Regions from separate parts of the Sus scrofa genome. Here regions 1, 2, 3 and 4 are each linked to region 5. A link is a contact called in public HiChIP or PLAC-seq and promoter capture Hi-C data. All regions are on one chromosome and are shown on one strand. The core of a region is the stretch at or near the end of the contact, and the rest is flanking DNA. Distances in the headings are between cores, read along the strand shown.

The links. Promoter capture Hi-C pulls out the DNA fragments that hold promoters and counts their contacts. HiChIP or PLAC-seq counts read pairs in DNA pulled down with a chosen protein or histone mark.
Region 1: an H3K27ac HiChIP or PLAC-seq map of skeletal muscle shows a contact between it and region 5, with 4 times the contacts expected there. The contact joins the promoter of MKL1 here to the promoter of TNRC6B in region 5. A contact is called at or near these places in 1 of 5 promoter capture datasets (skeletal muscle), 5 of 47 Hi-C or Micro-C datasets (embryonic fibroblasts, fetal skeletal muscle, mesenteric adipose tissue and 1 more) and 1 of 2 datasets of contacts at active chromatin or transcription factors (skeletal muscle).
Region 2: an H3K27ac HiChIP or PLAC-seq map of alveolar macrophages shows a contact between it and region 5. The contact joins the enhancer-like site here to the promoter of TNRC6B in region 5. A contact is called at or near these places in 2 of 5 promoter capture datasets (fetal liver and fetal skeletal muscle), 4 of 47 Hi-C or Micro-C datasets (brain, heart right ventricle, liver and 1 more) and 2 of 2 datasets of contacts at active chromatin or transcription factors (alveolar macrophages and skeletal muscle).
Region 3: a contact with region 5 is called in an H3K27ac HiChIP or PLAC-seq map of alveolar macrophages. The contact joins the promoter of SLC25A17 here to the promoter of TNRC6B in region 5. A contact is called at or near these places in 1 of 5 promoter capture datasets (liver) and 2 of 2 datasets of contacts at active chromatin or transcription factors (alveolar macrophages and skeletal muscle).
Region 4: a promoter capture Hi-C map of liver shows a contact between it and region 5, with 4 times the contacts expected there. The contact joins the promoter of CBX7 here to the promoter of TNRC6B in region 5. A contact is called at or near these places in 1 of 5 promoter capture datasets (liver), 5 of 47 Hi-C or Micro-C datasets (embryonic fibroblasts, liver, omental adipose tissue and 2 more) and 1 of 2 datasets of contacts at active chromatin or transcription factors (skeletal muscle).

Annotation. Positions count from the first base shown.
Region 1 is chr5:7,750,072-7,752,771 of Sscrofa11.1, forward strand. It overlaps MKL1 (MKL/myocardin-like protein 1), which reads left to right and starts at 1,279. Exons shown (of 16, transcript XM_021092835.1): 1 at 1,279-1,358. The coding sequence starts at 1,294. It also overlaps a transcript of MCHR1 not described here.
Region 2 is chr5:7,787,336-7,790,035 of Sscrofa11.1, forward strand. All of the region lies in intron 2 of MKL1 (MKL/myocardin-like protein 1), which reads left to right. Among named protein-coding and RNA genes, the nearest start is that of MKL1, 37 kb to the left of the region's middle. Within about 2 kb of position 1,271, at least 7 of the 83 cell types and tissues checked have an H3K27ac peak or open chromatin away from gene starts, as enhancers often do. A contact at or near this core is called in alveolar macrophages, where this site is marked.
Region 3 is chr5:7,621,235-7,623,934 of Sscrofa11.1, forward strand. SLC25A17 (peroxisomal membrane protein PMP34) reads left to right here and starts at 1,404. Exons shown (of 9, transcript XM_003126004.4): 1 at 1,404-1,599. The coding sequence starts at 1,546.
Region 4 is chr5:9,068,874-9,071,573 of Sscrofa11.1, forward strand. It overlaps CBX7 (chromobox protein homolog 7), which reads left to right and starts at 1,439. Exons shown (of 6, transcript XM_013997510.2): 1 at 1,439-1,730. The coding sequence starts at 1,662.
Region 5 is chr5:8,309,657-8,312,356 of Sscrofa11.1, forward strand. TNRC6B (trinucleotide repeat-containing gene 6B protein) reads right to left here and starts at 1,408. Exons shown (of 26, transcript XM_021092847.1): 1 at 1,382-1,408. The coding sequence starts at 1,393. It overlaps LOC102162756 (a long non-coding RNA gene), which reads left to right and starts at 2,309. Exons shown (of 2, transcript XR_001305237.2): 1 at 2,309-2,535.

The DNA.
Region 1 (2,700 bases), core at 29-2,528, 560 kb before region 5:
CCGGAGCGTTGCATGAAGCTCAGCCTGAGTGGTTCAGGGCGGAGCCCCCTGCACGTTGTGGTGTTTTCGTTGCTGCACTTGGGACTGTTCCCCGCCTGCAACCGCCCTGTGGCTGGACGGCTGTCCCTCCAGGCCCACGGTCCTGTCAGTGTAGACCACTGCAGGAAGGATCCCTGGAGTCTTGGTGAAAAGCTTTGTGCAGGCATTGGGTGGGGCTTCCCCTCATATTTATGATCTTAATTTATACAGAGCCCACCGTGCCGCACAGGCCTCCTGTATCGCTATGTACATATCCACCTCTGGGGTTGTAAGTACCCTGTTCTGTGTATAAATAAAACTGGCCTGTTTTTGAAAAACAAAAATAAAAACATGTCCACACAAAAACCTGTACACAGGAGTTCCCTGGTGGCCTAGTGGGTTATGGATCTTGTATTGTCACTGCTGTGGCTCAGGTCACTGCTGTGGCACAGGTTCAATCCCTGGCCTGGGAGCTTTTGCATGCCATGAGTGTGGCAAAAAAAATCCAAAACCTGTGCACAAATGTTCATAGCAGCATTAGTCATGATAACCAAAAAGTAGAAACAACCCAAAGGTCCATAAACTGAATGGAAAAATAAAATGTAGTATAATCACACAATAGAATATTATTCAGCCATGAAAAAGAATGAAGTACTGATACTTGCTACAACATGATTGAACCTTGAAATCGCTACACTAAGTGAAAGAAGCCGATCACAAAGACTATATGGCTTATGATTCTATCTTTATGAGATGCCCCATGTAGGCAAATCTTTGGAGCTATAAAGTAGGTTAGTGAATGCCTAGGGCTGGGCGAAAGGTGGGGTGGGGGAAGGAAATGACTGCTGATGACTAGGAGTTCTTCCATGGGGTGATGAAAATGTTCTAAAATTTACTGTGGTGATGGTTGCACCACTCCGTGAATATACGAAAAACCATTGAATCATACCTTTCAAAAGATGTGTTTTATGGTATATGAATTACATCTCAATAAATCTGTTTTGAAAAAGCGGGTGAGGGTGGGAGGGCTGTAACCACAGGAAGCCTTGAGGAAGGCACAGTCTCTTCTCCGTTTTCAGGGCAAGTATCTAGTCTCTCCCTCCTCGCCCAGCCTCCTGGGAGCCTCGTCCAGCTACAGCTTGCCCACATTTGGAGGATATTAGGACTGCCCTTTGGGAACAACTTTGAACACTCTTTGCTGAAAGGGACTTCCTAGGAACACCTTCGACATCTGAACTGTGGTGTCAAGTTGGGCTTCAGCTGATTCTGCTGACAATGTTGGACTCAGTACTTGGGTGGATTTACAGCTTGGCTCTGCTGCTGACTTGCTGTGTCATCCAGTAAGTCCCCGACCTGCTCTGTGCCAAATGGTAACCAGAGTAAAATGAGCCTGCCTTGGGATTCTCCTTGCTGCAGGCTTTTTTTGTATGTGTTGGGGCGGGGAGGTGGGGGTGCTGGCAAAATGAGAGTAACTAACATTTGCACAGGCTTTTTTTACACACATGCCTTTTCTTAGCTGACCCCGTGGAACAGATAAGATCCACAGCGCAGATGTAGATACGGAGGTTCCTAGAGTTGGGTGACTCTCAGGGCCGTCCAGCTGGCGGTGCTGCACCCCACGCCTAGGCCTTCTGCTCTTCTGATTCCAAATTCTGAGTTCATTCCTCTCCATGGCACTCCCTTTTTTTTTTTTTTTTTTTTCTTTTTAAATAATGATTTTTATTTTTTCTGTTATAGTTGGTTTGGGCCCCCTTCTGATGACTCTCTTTCTTTCGGCTTCTGAAATGCCTACATAGAGAAAAGGACTTACCTTTCAAATTGGTGCCAGCCACTGTGTTTTCAGCCCTTGCAGACAGCCCCTCTCCAGCCTTCCCTCTCTGGCCATTTGCCTGCTGGTTGCCTCTCACCCACTTCAGTTCTGCAGCATCTGGGCTCTGATCTCACCCAGCTGAACAAGGCTGGCTCACCCTCTGATGGTGGGTAAATGTTTGCAGAAAGCTTTGAGGTGGGGCTGGAATGAAAACCCAGCTCTCTTTTTTTTTTTTTTTTTTTTTTTTCTGCTTTTTAGGGCCGCACCCACAGCATATGGAGATTCCCAGGCTAGGGGTCGAATCGGAGCTACAGCTGCTGGCCTACACCACAGCCATAGCAACTTGGGATCTGAGCTGCATCTGCAGCCTACACTGAGGCTCACGGCAACGCCAGATCCTTAACCCACTGAGCAAGGCCAAGAGTCAAACCCACATCCTCATGAACTCCGAGAAGCCAGTTCTTTTTCAGAAGAGCTTTAAACCCCAGTTTTTTATTAGGGTACCCAGGACGCTTCATGATCTGGCCTCTACCCACCTGTCAGGCCTCTGCCTCCACCACCTCCTATTTCTCCCCGTGTCATATTTCAGTGGCTTAGCATTGCTACAAAGTGTCCCATGCTTCTCCAACGTCTACACACAATGGCCCCTTGGATTTTTCTTTGCTTGTCTGCCTCCTAAGCTCTTTTTCAAAATGCCCCAGAATGTCCTTCGCCCCCAGCTCCCTTCTGCTCCCTGCTCTGTCCTCCACCAAACATCCAGCACGACAAATATCCTCCACCAAACATCCTGCTGGTCCCGCACCCAGGTCCCTCTACCAGGCTGGTGCGCCCACCCTCCAGCTGCTGAGACTGAGGGCTCCAAGGGACTGACA
Region 2 (2,700 bases), core at 21-2,520, 520 kb before region 5:
GAAAATCTCTTAGGTTGCAAAGCCTAGGAGTAATCCTCTGTAGCTAGAGATGCCACCCTCTGGGACTCTGGCTTCGGGACCCAAGACTGTTCCTGGAATTATCTTCACTTTTTCTTGAAGGGTAGCACGTGGTTGCTGTGTGGTTTTATTAGTAGTTAAATTGCCTGTAGAATTTTGGTAGTCCAACAGGCTTCCTTTGCTTTGTTTTCTTTCTGTCCCTTTCAGGCCAAGCTGGCTGGCGTGTTTCTGCTTATGTAAGAGTCTCAGAAACCTTTTGAGTCTCCTATGTATGTATGTCTCAGGGATTTTTTTTTTTTTTTAAGCAGACATGAATGTCCTATATTGTTTATTAGGTAAGAATTTTTATGATTTTATGATTTTTATTTTTTCCATTATAGCTGATTTACAGTGTTCTGTCAATTTCTACCATACAGCTAAGTGACCCAGTCATACATATCTATATATATTCTTTTTTTCACATTATCCTCTATCATGTTCCATCACAAGTGAGTGGATACAGTTCCCTGTGCTATACAGTAGGATCTCATTGCTTATCCACTAGGTAAGAATTTTATAAACAGTACTTGTATCAGCAGTATCGGTGAAGTAGGAGACTATTGCATCTTCTTCAAGCTGTGTGGCGAGAACCACAAGTAGTGTGGTGGAACTTGAGGCCCTTCTCGAGGCCACAGCTCTTTCTGCCAGCAAGTCAGCCCTCGCATCTCCCTGTGCTTGTAGACTGGTTTGATGCTCCATTGGGTGTCAGGATTTCTTCTCATAGCTTTATGGAATGGATCAATGAGGATAACCTCAGAGAATTTGTACATAGAAGCTTCACCAACTCAGTAAGAATTTAGGACCTCGGCAGTAGACTCAAGGCTTCGGGCAGACTTCAGCTGGTTGACACCATGGGGTGGACAGGCTTGCCATGGTGGCACCCTTAGGCTTGCCATGGTGGCACATGAATCTGATGACCTTACCTGGCCTTGTACCCAGCCTGCGAGCCTTATCAGGCCAGTTGAGGTGGGGGGCCCTGTGAGACGCTGAGGGCTGGTGGGACTGCCGGCAGTGCACTGGAGGAGAAAGCCTCTTCCTCCATAGCTCCTGGAGGTACGCGTAGGCGCCCATCTCGGCTTACATGATGGCTGCCGCCAGATGGAAAGGGGTTCTTGTCATTAGACAGGAGGCTCCTCCGTAGATCTTCCCTGGATAATCGCCTGTCTCTTCCTAGCTTCCGCTTAGACGGTTGGTTGAGGGCCCCTGAGTTACATGTGTGATCTTTCAGCAGGAGTAAAATGTTGTCCAGCCACACTCTTGGCTTTCCTCGCCACAGCAGTGCTTTCTTACTAGCGTCTCCTAATTTTAGCATTTTTTGTGGTCTAGATAAGCTGAGAATTTCTCAAATCATCACATACTAGTTTCCTTTGTTTGACATTTAGCCCATCAATTTTTCTTTCCTCTTGCATTTTGCTGTAAGCAACCAGAAGAAACCAGCCTGCACCTTCAACTTGCTGCTTGAAAATCCCCTTAGCTAAATATCCAAGTTCTGCTTTTCACACAACTGTAGGACGAAATTCAGCTAAGTTTTTTTTTTTGCCATTGTCTGAAAAGGATCCCTTTTGCTCCAGTTCCTTTTTTTTTTTTTTTTTGTCTTTTTGCCCTTTCTAGTGCCACTCCCGCGGCACATGGAGGTTCCCAGGCTAGGGGTCTAATTGGAGCTATAGCCACTGGCCTACATCAGAGCCACAGCTATGCAGGATCTGAGCCGAGTCTGCAGTCTACACCACGGCTCATGGCAATGCCGGATCCTCAACCCACTGAGCAAGGCCAGGGATCGAACCTGCAACCTCATCATTCCTAGTTGGATTCGTTAACCACTGAGCCACAAGGGGAACTCCTTTCCTCCAGTTCCTAATAACATTCCTCATTTTCTTCTGAGACCTTACCAGAAGCACCTTTAGTGTTCGTGTTTTTTACGAGCCTTCTGTTTTTGATGACATTTATAGTCTCTAAAACAGTATAGGCTTTCTGTGTTGTGCTTCTCACTTCCCTCTGAGTTCTCACCAGAATCGCCTTCAGGGTCTCTATTTCTACCAACAGTTTGTTGAAGGCAGTCTAGGCTTTTGAAATTATGCTTCTCCGAATTATTTTTTTAAAGTATATAATGATTTTTATTTTTTTCATTATAGCTGGTTTACAGTGTTCTGTCAGTTTTCTCCTGTACAGCAAGGTGACCCAGTTACACATACATGTATAGATTCTTTTTTCTCACATTATCATGTTCCATCATAAGTGACTAGACATAGTTCCCAGTGCTACACAGCAGGACCTCATTGCTTATCCATTCCTGCGTCTCAGAATTCTTCCAGCCTCTACTCGTTATCTAATTTCAAAGCCATTTCCATGTTTAAAAGAATATGTTATAGCAGCAATCCCACTTCAAGATACCAAAATCTTTATCAGTCAGGGTTCAATCAGAGAAACAGAACAAGTAGGAGATTAAGGGACTTATTACAAGGATTTATTCTTTATCTGATTTGGGGTGGCGGGGGTGGGGGGGACGCTGGCTAGGCAACTGCAGCATCATAGGCTAGGCTGACAGAAAAGACAGTTTGGAACGCTCGGCGGCAGCGGCGGGAGTGGATGTTGGTATCCACAGGTGAAATTTCTTCTGGAAAATCTCAGTTCTGCTCTTAAGGC
Region 3 (2,700 bases), core at 154-2,653, 690 kb before region 5:
CCTCTGTGGGTTAAGGATCCATTGTTGCCACAAGCTGTGGAGTAGGTAGCAGAAGTGGCTCGGCTCCAGTGTTGAGGTGACTGTGGCCTAGGCCACAGCTGCAGCTCCTATTAGACCCCTGGCCTGGGAATGTCCACATACCACAGGTGCGATAGTAAAGAAAAAATATTAATCGTGTTCAATTACCATCATAAAGACAGTATATTTATAAATCTGCATGCTACATAATCCGGTTTGTTCTTGAGAGAGCTTTCAATTTAATTAGGAGTTCATGAGAACTGAGTTCTCAAATTTTCAGCAGACAAGCTTCTATGTTCTAGTGCCAGAATCCTATCTTCATTTGACTTTCACTGCGCCTTCCTGTCATGACTCTAGAGGGTGGTAGAAATGATTCCTACAACAGGACATCTAGCGGCAACTTAAATTAGTACATACAAATAAGCACTTCTAAATACGTGTCCCCAGCTCGTCTTTGACTTAGCTGTGGTCACCACCCTAAATGAAAGGGAGTTTAAAGGGAAAGGGATCCTAACCAGTGGTGGTTAAAATATTTTCTGCAAATTTTGTGAAAACACAAGCAGGTGAACATCTTTAGGGCCCTCTGCTGGGAGTAAATGTAAAGGGCAGAAAACATTGAGGCTGGCTGTAGTAAGTACTCGAGGATTATCAGCAAGGATTATAAAAGTAAACTAACCGGTCCTGAAGCTGGCAGAGACGCTGAACTATGGTGCCCAAGTGAAGAAGTAAGGTTGAAGTTCTAAAGCATGGTGTATTATGCTATGATGTCGGTGAGGGGTGGTAGCGTGTGGTTTTCTAGTTCTGTGTAGTTTGGTTTTTCACTTTTCAACACAAAAGAAGTTTTTTCTTCTGCATTTTATAAAGTATATCTACATAATTTGTAATCCTCACAGCAGGTAGAGTCGATTTTAATTATCATTTCACAAAGGAAACCAAAAGGTTAAATGATCTTCCTAGCTGCTAACTAGTTTGTTCCCATCTCTTTATGATTATCTGATTCCCTGAAGCTCAAGTTCTCTTCCTACCAGGAGGTAGACCTGCCCAAGCAATACTTACTTCCGCTTGACCAAAATGTGACTAAAAACACTAGTGAGAAGAAAACAGGAAAATGAATCCCCCATCTTTCTTGTCTCCAGCTTGTCTTACGGACAGAAGTGGAGAAAAAGGAGGCTGCGTAGGTTTTCTGTCGCCCCCTGTGTTGGAGTTGACGTGAAGCACGACTGGCCAAGCCCTGGGAACTCCAGGGAACCACAGGGGTGGTGGGGCCAGCACGCACTGCCCCGCCCGGCGCAAGCCTCGGGGGCCAATCAGAACCAAGGGGCGTCCTCAGGCCCGCCTTCCCTTCCCTCCAGCCTCTGGCCGGGAGACTGGGCGCCCTGTGACCCGGAAGGAGTTGTTTTGGAGGAGGCGGGCTTGAGAGGGTGGAGTTTCTGACGCTACCTCTCGGGGCTCCAGTGCTTCTTTCCTCTCTCGACTGGCTGTGGCTCCTGCTGGAGAACTGTGACCAGGTCTGCGGGAACCGCACCTATGGCTTCCGTGCTGTCCTACGAAAACCTGGTCCACGCCGTGGCAGGAGCCGTGGTGAGGCGGGGTCTTCACGTCCGGGCCATTGCGGGTGTGGGGCTTCTCTGGGGCCGGACCGGGATGTGACTGGGGGATGGGGATGAGAAGGAGTTCGTGTGGAGTCTCTTGGCCTGACTGGGGCGAAGAGGAATGGGGCTTAGGTGAAGTGTTGCTAGAAGCATTTGGGGTGAAGGCCGACACTTACCCTCCGCCTCTGGCTACCGCTCTGGCCAGTTAGAGAATATCTGGGATGTAGGCAGCGGTGGTCCCACACACCCTCGGGGAGAAAGTAATTGCAGTTTTCTTTGACTTCGGAAATATAAAGGGCAGTCATTCCCCCTCTCCCTCCCCCACTCCACACACAGACTTTGTCTCACTGGGCCAGAGGCGAGCCTTGGTGTAAAGCTGTGTTGCTTAATCACATGCTTAATTACACATCTTGCTGCAGGCAAGTGGTAGAACCTAGTCGGGGTACCTCTTGTTCTTGGCAGAAGAAAAATACCTCTTTTTGTTTTGTTTTGTTTTAATTAAATCAAGATCAAAGTTCCCCTCTACCCAGGTGTGGTTTACTCTGAGGAATATGCTTGGTTCTTGGGCTTCTGTATGTCTCGCTTCCATTTGACACCACTCCCTTTTCCTAGGAACTTTACACTCTGGGTTTGGGTAATTTCCCCTCCTGGTTCTTATCCTGTTTCTCTGACTGCCTTTCCTTACATCCCTCTCTAGCTGTCGACGTGCACCTGGACTCATTGGGACTTCAGAAGAACATTACTGAGTCCTCTCCTAGTCCCCCCAAACTGCACTGTGAGCTCAGGATTCTGTGCATAATAATGGGAATTGAACCGCAACTCCATCATGTGTTGGATAGGTGGTCTTTAAATGTCACTTTCCGAATCTGTAAAGGGGGGGTATTGACACCTACTTCACAGAGTTGTTAACGTGATTTAGGTGACACAGTAGTTCATGGAAGTGTCTGATTTGGAAGTCTTGGTTCATTCAATTAGACTAGAAGAGCTTTCCAGCCAGTGTAAAGTCTTGCTCTGCAGTGGAGGCTTGCTTGACCTGCTCTAGGATGGGCGTGGAGACCTCTGTGTCTGGAATGGAGACAACAAAGATGCA
Region 4 (2,700 bases), core at 189-2,688, 760 kb after region 5:
TTTGTGTATTTTGATTCTATTTTTATCCAGAAGACATTGTTATCATGACATACTATCCATGTTCCTTATTGTTCTTTATTCCCTATTGCAGCAGACTTTTGTCTGTGATCATCTTCCTCCTGCCTGAAGTTCCTCCGTTGGAATTTCCTTTAGGGAGGGTCTCCTGGTGGCAAGGTCTTGGTTTTCGTATCTATGAATGTTATGATTACACTTTGTTCTAGAAAGATGTTTTCACTGGGTGCTTAAATTTTGAAATAAAATTTCACTGAATTTCGACGATGATGCTTATTTTCTGTCAGGGCTCTGAATATATCATTCTACCACCTTCCCACTGGCTTCCGCTGCTCCTGATAAAAAGTCAGTGTAAACCTATTTCTTTGTTTCCAGACAGAGGCGTTTTTTCCAGACAGAGGGCAACAGGGGGGCCACGGAAGGTTTCTAAGCACTCGGAGCACTCCGTCAGATCTGCACTTCAGAAAGCACCCTCTGGCACTGTGTGGACACGGGCGGCTCGGAGGGGTGGGCAGTGAGAAGGTTGCCCAGAGAACGGACATGGGGTGTGGAGGGGAGGAGATCAGAGAGGCGGGACTTGGGGTCATTGCAGCAGGAGTTGGGAATCAGAGAGGCAAGGATGACTAGGGTTCCGAGCTAGGATGAACGGTGGCGCCGTAGCGGAAACAGAGGGGAGGTGAGGATAAACGGTTCGTTCGGGACCTCCCGATGCATTCATTCCAGAAACAGTCGAACACCTACTTATGTGCCAAAAGCCAAAAGCATGTGACTGGGGACTCGTGGCTGCGTGGCACCAAATTCCGTCCCACTGTGCACCTTAGATCTGTCGCGGCTGCACCCGTCGCCAAGTATTGCCTCGAAGTAGCCGCCGCGTGGGATCCCGAAGCCTCAGCACAAGCACCGGCAGACCCGCTGACCGACAGAAGAATGGACAAGCGGGCGCCCGCTCAGGACTGGCCAAATCACGCCGCTCAGGAGCCGGTATCTAGAAAGACCACCGTGCGGAGAAGCCCCAACGCATTGGGAAACCTTGGCCGTCCCCGCCCTCCTGCCCCCCAAGGGTCCGTTTCGCGACCCCGCCTGTCGTTTGTGCGAGGTGGGGCACATGGTCTCCCCGCTCTGCCGGTGTCCTCATCTGCCCAACCCGGGCCATGCCGTTTCCGGCCCCTCAGAGTCACCGGGAGGATTTTAGGAAATGCGTCCGGGTAGTAAGAGCTCGGAGCCGAGCAGCGACTGCACCAAATAAGTCCCGCGAGCCCGCAGCTCCAGCGAGCGGCGCGGAGCCCGCAGGTCGGGCGGGGCGGAGCTCCAGTGGGGGCGGGGCGGGGCGGAGCCAGGAAGGAGGGAGGGAGGGAGGGGCGTGACCTGCCCAGCGCGAGCCGAGCCCCCGCCCCGCCCCCGCCCCCGCCCCGCGCGCTCGCTCGCTCGCTCGCGCGCGCCGAGGAAAACGTTGCGCAGGTTCAAAAATGGAACGTCGGCGGCGTGAGGGAGCGCGAGGGGGTGTGCGCGCGTGCGCGTGCGCGTGCGCGCCCGGGCGAGGGTGACGGGGTCCCCGCTGGCCCGAGCATCGCGCGCCGCAGACGCGGCCCCGCAGCTCCGCCCCCGGCCCGGCCCGGCCAGGCCCCGGGCCCGCTCGCCCGCCGCCCCACATGGAGCTGTCAGCCATCGGCGAGCAGGTGTTCGCCGTAGAGAGCATCCGGAAGAAGCGCGTGCGGAAGGTGAGGCTGCCCGGGGGCGGCTCCCAGGACCCCTGTGGGGTCCCCTCTTGTCCTCAGCACTGTCACCTTCAAGCTGGAGGCGACGGCGAAAGTGGGGCAGGGGTGCCCAGGCAGCTCCGCACTGCCGGGCTCCCATCCCCAACCCGTGCCTCAGTTTCCCCCGCTACCTTGTAGGGCTAGTAGTATAAAAGTTGTCACCCCAGGATGCTGGGGGCAGATAAGCTCGCCAGAGCTAGAAATTAGGATCAGACCGTAGGGATCCTGAATGTCATCCTTTCTCATCCTCCCCTCATTCTAAATATAGGGAAACTGAGGCCCAAATGAAGAAACGGCTTGCCTAGTGTGTTCGACGCAGATCGGGGTCTCGAACTCAGGACTCTGGACTCTTGGTGCCAAGTCCTTTGAAGTTGGAGGCGGAGCTTTGGAAAAAGCCGTCTCTTAGTCTCTGAAGTCTAACTGCTGGACTTCGACCTTTTCCGATTCCTTCCACACCCTCACCTCCGAGTCTCTCCCCTCTGCCAGTGCACGCCCCCGTCTTCCCCTCCCCAACTCGCAGCCCCGCCCGGCCAGGCCAGCCGGGCTCCGAGAAGCTGCCTACAGCGCTGGGGCATCCACGAAGCTCCTCCCCCTTCGCCTTCGCCTCCAAAACATACACCCTGCAATTTAAGGAGGCATCTCTTCCGCTGGGTTTGGTCCCTGTGCCTCAGGGCTGGACTTTGGCCGTGCACACGTTTGCAAAGTGATCCGGCCCCAGACTGGAGGCTGGGGACGAAGTGTTTGAGGAAAGTTCCTGTCCCCAGCACGCACCACCATCCTTTTGCCTTATCTCCTCTCCGCAGCCCCTTGGGAAATTCTAGCGGCAGGATAGGAAGAGGTCTTAAAGAGTTCATCTCCTTGTATTTGACCAAGGCACAGACTGAGGCCCGGGCTGGGGAAGTAGCCTGGTCAAGGTCACACAGCAAGTTAGAGA
Region 5 (2,700 bases), core at 158-2,657:
CCCAGGAACTTCCACATCCCTCCGGCACAGGCACGGCCAAAAAACGAACAAAAAACCAGTTAAGAACTAAGAAACTATAAAGCCATCATTATCATCATCACTGCATCCCACGTGAAACAAGCCGGTCTGATTTGTACTCCGGATTCTAGCCTTAGCGTAGCAACCTACTACATTCACATCTCCACTACCTACCTACAAGGATACTGCACACTGTAGAGGTGCCAAGGTGCTGTAAGTTCTGCTTTTTAACAGACATTTACATAACATCACCAAAAGAATAAACAAAGTTTCAAAGCCAAGATGCTTCTCCAAATCAATAGGAAACTATCATTCTACTGAAATTCCCTGCAAGTAAGAAGTAAATAGCTTCTATTGTTAAACTTTCACAAAATACAAGATATGAGGTATCAAAACATTTGTTTGCTTAACTGCTGGGGGGGGGCAAAATTAATGACATTTTATTCACTTACTATGGAGAAACATCTCTGGCCAATTCTGTTGTATGATGCTGCTTATACTGCAATACAAAGGAGCAACTTGAAATTCACCTTATCTCTCACTCAATCTCTAGCGCAGATGCTAAAAAGTAATAAAACAGCCAAAAGATACAAAGATACATGAGAAAGCAAGGAGCCTGAAAAGACCCAGATAGTATTCTGTGCTCAAAGATATGAGGATAGGTTGGTCCTTAAAGTGCCCGACTAGAGGCTACTGGCTGTCTTCAGCCTCTACAGTGTATTTAAGCCCACTGTGGAAACCGGCTAGTTTGAAGCCACAGGGCGCAGGACCAGGGGACAGCAGAAAACACCTCGGGCTGAACGTCCTCTGCCAGTCCCCTCCTTTCCCCGTGGAGAGTGAATCGCCTCTGGAAGGTGGCCACACTCAGGGCTCTGGGGTGAGGGATGGGGGCGGGATCCCCCGGTCCGGGATGAGCAGGGGAACGCATTCGCTCCGTCACGCAGGTCTTGCACACAGGTGGGGACCGAGAGGCTGAGGCCTGCCGCCTCCCTCTGCCACTGCCTGGCAGGGGCCCCGACGCGCCTCCGCGGGCCTCGGCTCTTTGCCACTACCGGGACCCCTCCCCGCCCCGAGGTCCCCCGGCGACGAGAAGCGAACTCGATCGACCAGCCCACCCGGAAGCCCTCCCCCAGCTCACACCTGCCGGCGCGTGACGCCCAGAGCCGCGCGTGCGCGCCCGCCCGGCCCTTCCATTCCCAGCGCCCCTTCCCCGCGCGCGGACGTCGACCGCGTCCCTCCCCGCCCTGGGGTCAAACCCACCAGACGCCCGCCCCACGGAGCGCGCGCCCAACGCCGCCGCCCCCGCCTGCCCCGCGCGCGCGCTCACGCCCCTCCCGGCCCTCTCCCCGCCGCGCGCGCTCACTCGCGAGGACATGCACACGCTGCGCCTCAGCTTGACAGGCCGGCCCCGCGCGGCGCGCTCCCGCGGGCGTCCTCACCCACCCGGCCGCCCGACTCTGACTGGGCGGTGAGCGGGGGAGGGGAAGGACAGCAGTGGCCGTCGGTCCTCACTCACCGCCGAGCCGTGCCCGCTCCGAGTGCGCGGCGTTCCGCTGTGAGGCGATGCGCTGCGAGGCGCGCGGTCCCCGCTTCTCCGCAGGCTATGGAGGCGACGTAGTAGGGAGACTGAGGGGCTCGGGGGGGAGTCACTCCCTCCCGCTTCACCTCCGAGAAACACGGGGACCCCAGAAACTAAAAACAAAATAAACAAACTTTCCCCTCCGCCTCCCTCCCCCAAAACCACAACACAAACACTCGGGGGCCCGCCCAGAGCCCCATTCCATTGGCCGCAGGAAGGATGCTGCCGGCCGTCACTGGCTGCCTTCTATGCCCGTCAAGCTGCTGTTCCGCCCCTCCAATTCCTCGCCGCTGCCGTCGCCCCTCATTGGTTAAGTGCGTTCCGTTTGACGAGCTAGGATTGGCTACGCTGCCTGCGCCAATCATTAGGGGACACACCCCCTCAGCATCCCAGAGGCCGCTTCCTCCGTTGCGGACTGGGAGAGGCGAAGGGGAAACTAGAGCATGATGGCGGCCGAGCTCACTTGGCGCAACCATCGCCTTTTTTCTTTTATTTGCTCATTAGTGCCTCGGCCTCGCGCTGTTTCCCCTAAGGTCCTCTCTCTATCCACTACTGCCTAATAACGGAATCTATACGTCCCGGCTCCTTGATTTATCCCCTCCGAAGTGCTGAGTGTGGGCTGGTTGTACGTCATTGGACTGTTGGAATGTCACTCCCTGGTCAAATCCTCAAACTATTGGTGGGACGGCAAGAGAGCCCGTCCAACAACAAGAGCTAGTGCCATTGGTTTGTCTCCACCGAGTTCTTTCCTGGTACCTTATTGGGCTAAAAGGCGCGTCGGTCAGATCTGGATTCGTTTTGCTACGGTTGTTTGCTAGGGAGTTTAGATGACTCTGGTCGTTTGGCCTGTAGTTGACTGTAATAACGACTGCTATTTATTGCGTGCCTACTTTGTGCCAACTATGCAGAGATCTTTACAGGGACTATTGGTTAAACCCGTGAGTTTTATATTCTAAATTTTACCGATAGGAAACCAGGGCTCCAGAGCGGCTGGGATATTTGCCCAAGGTCACCTAGGTGGGAAGTAGTAGACCGGCATTTGGTCCCAGGTCTGTTTGACTCCATTGCCTTAGCTCTTTTCGCTTTTAGTGCCTTTACCTTAG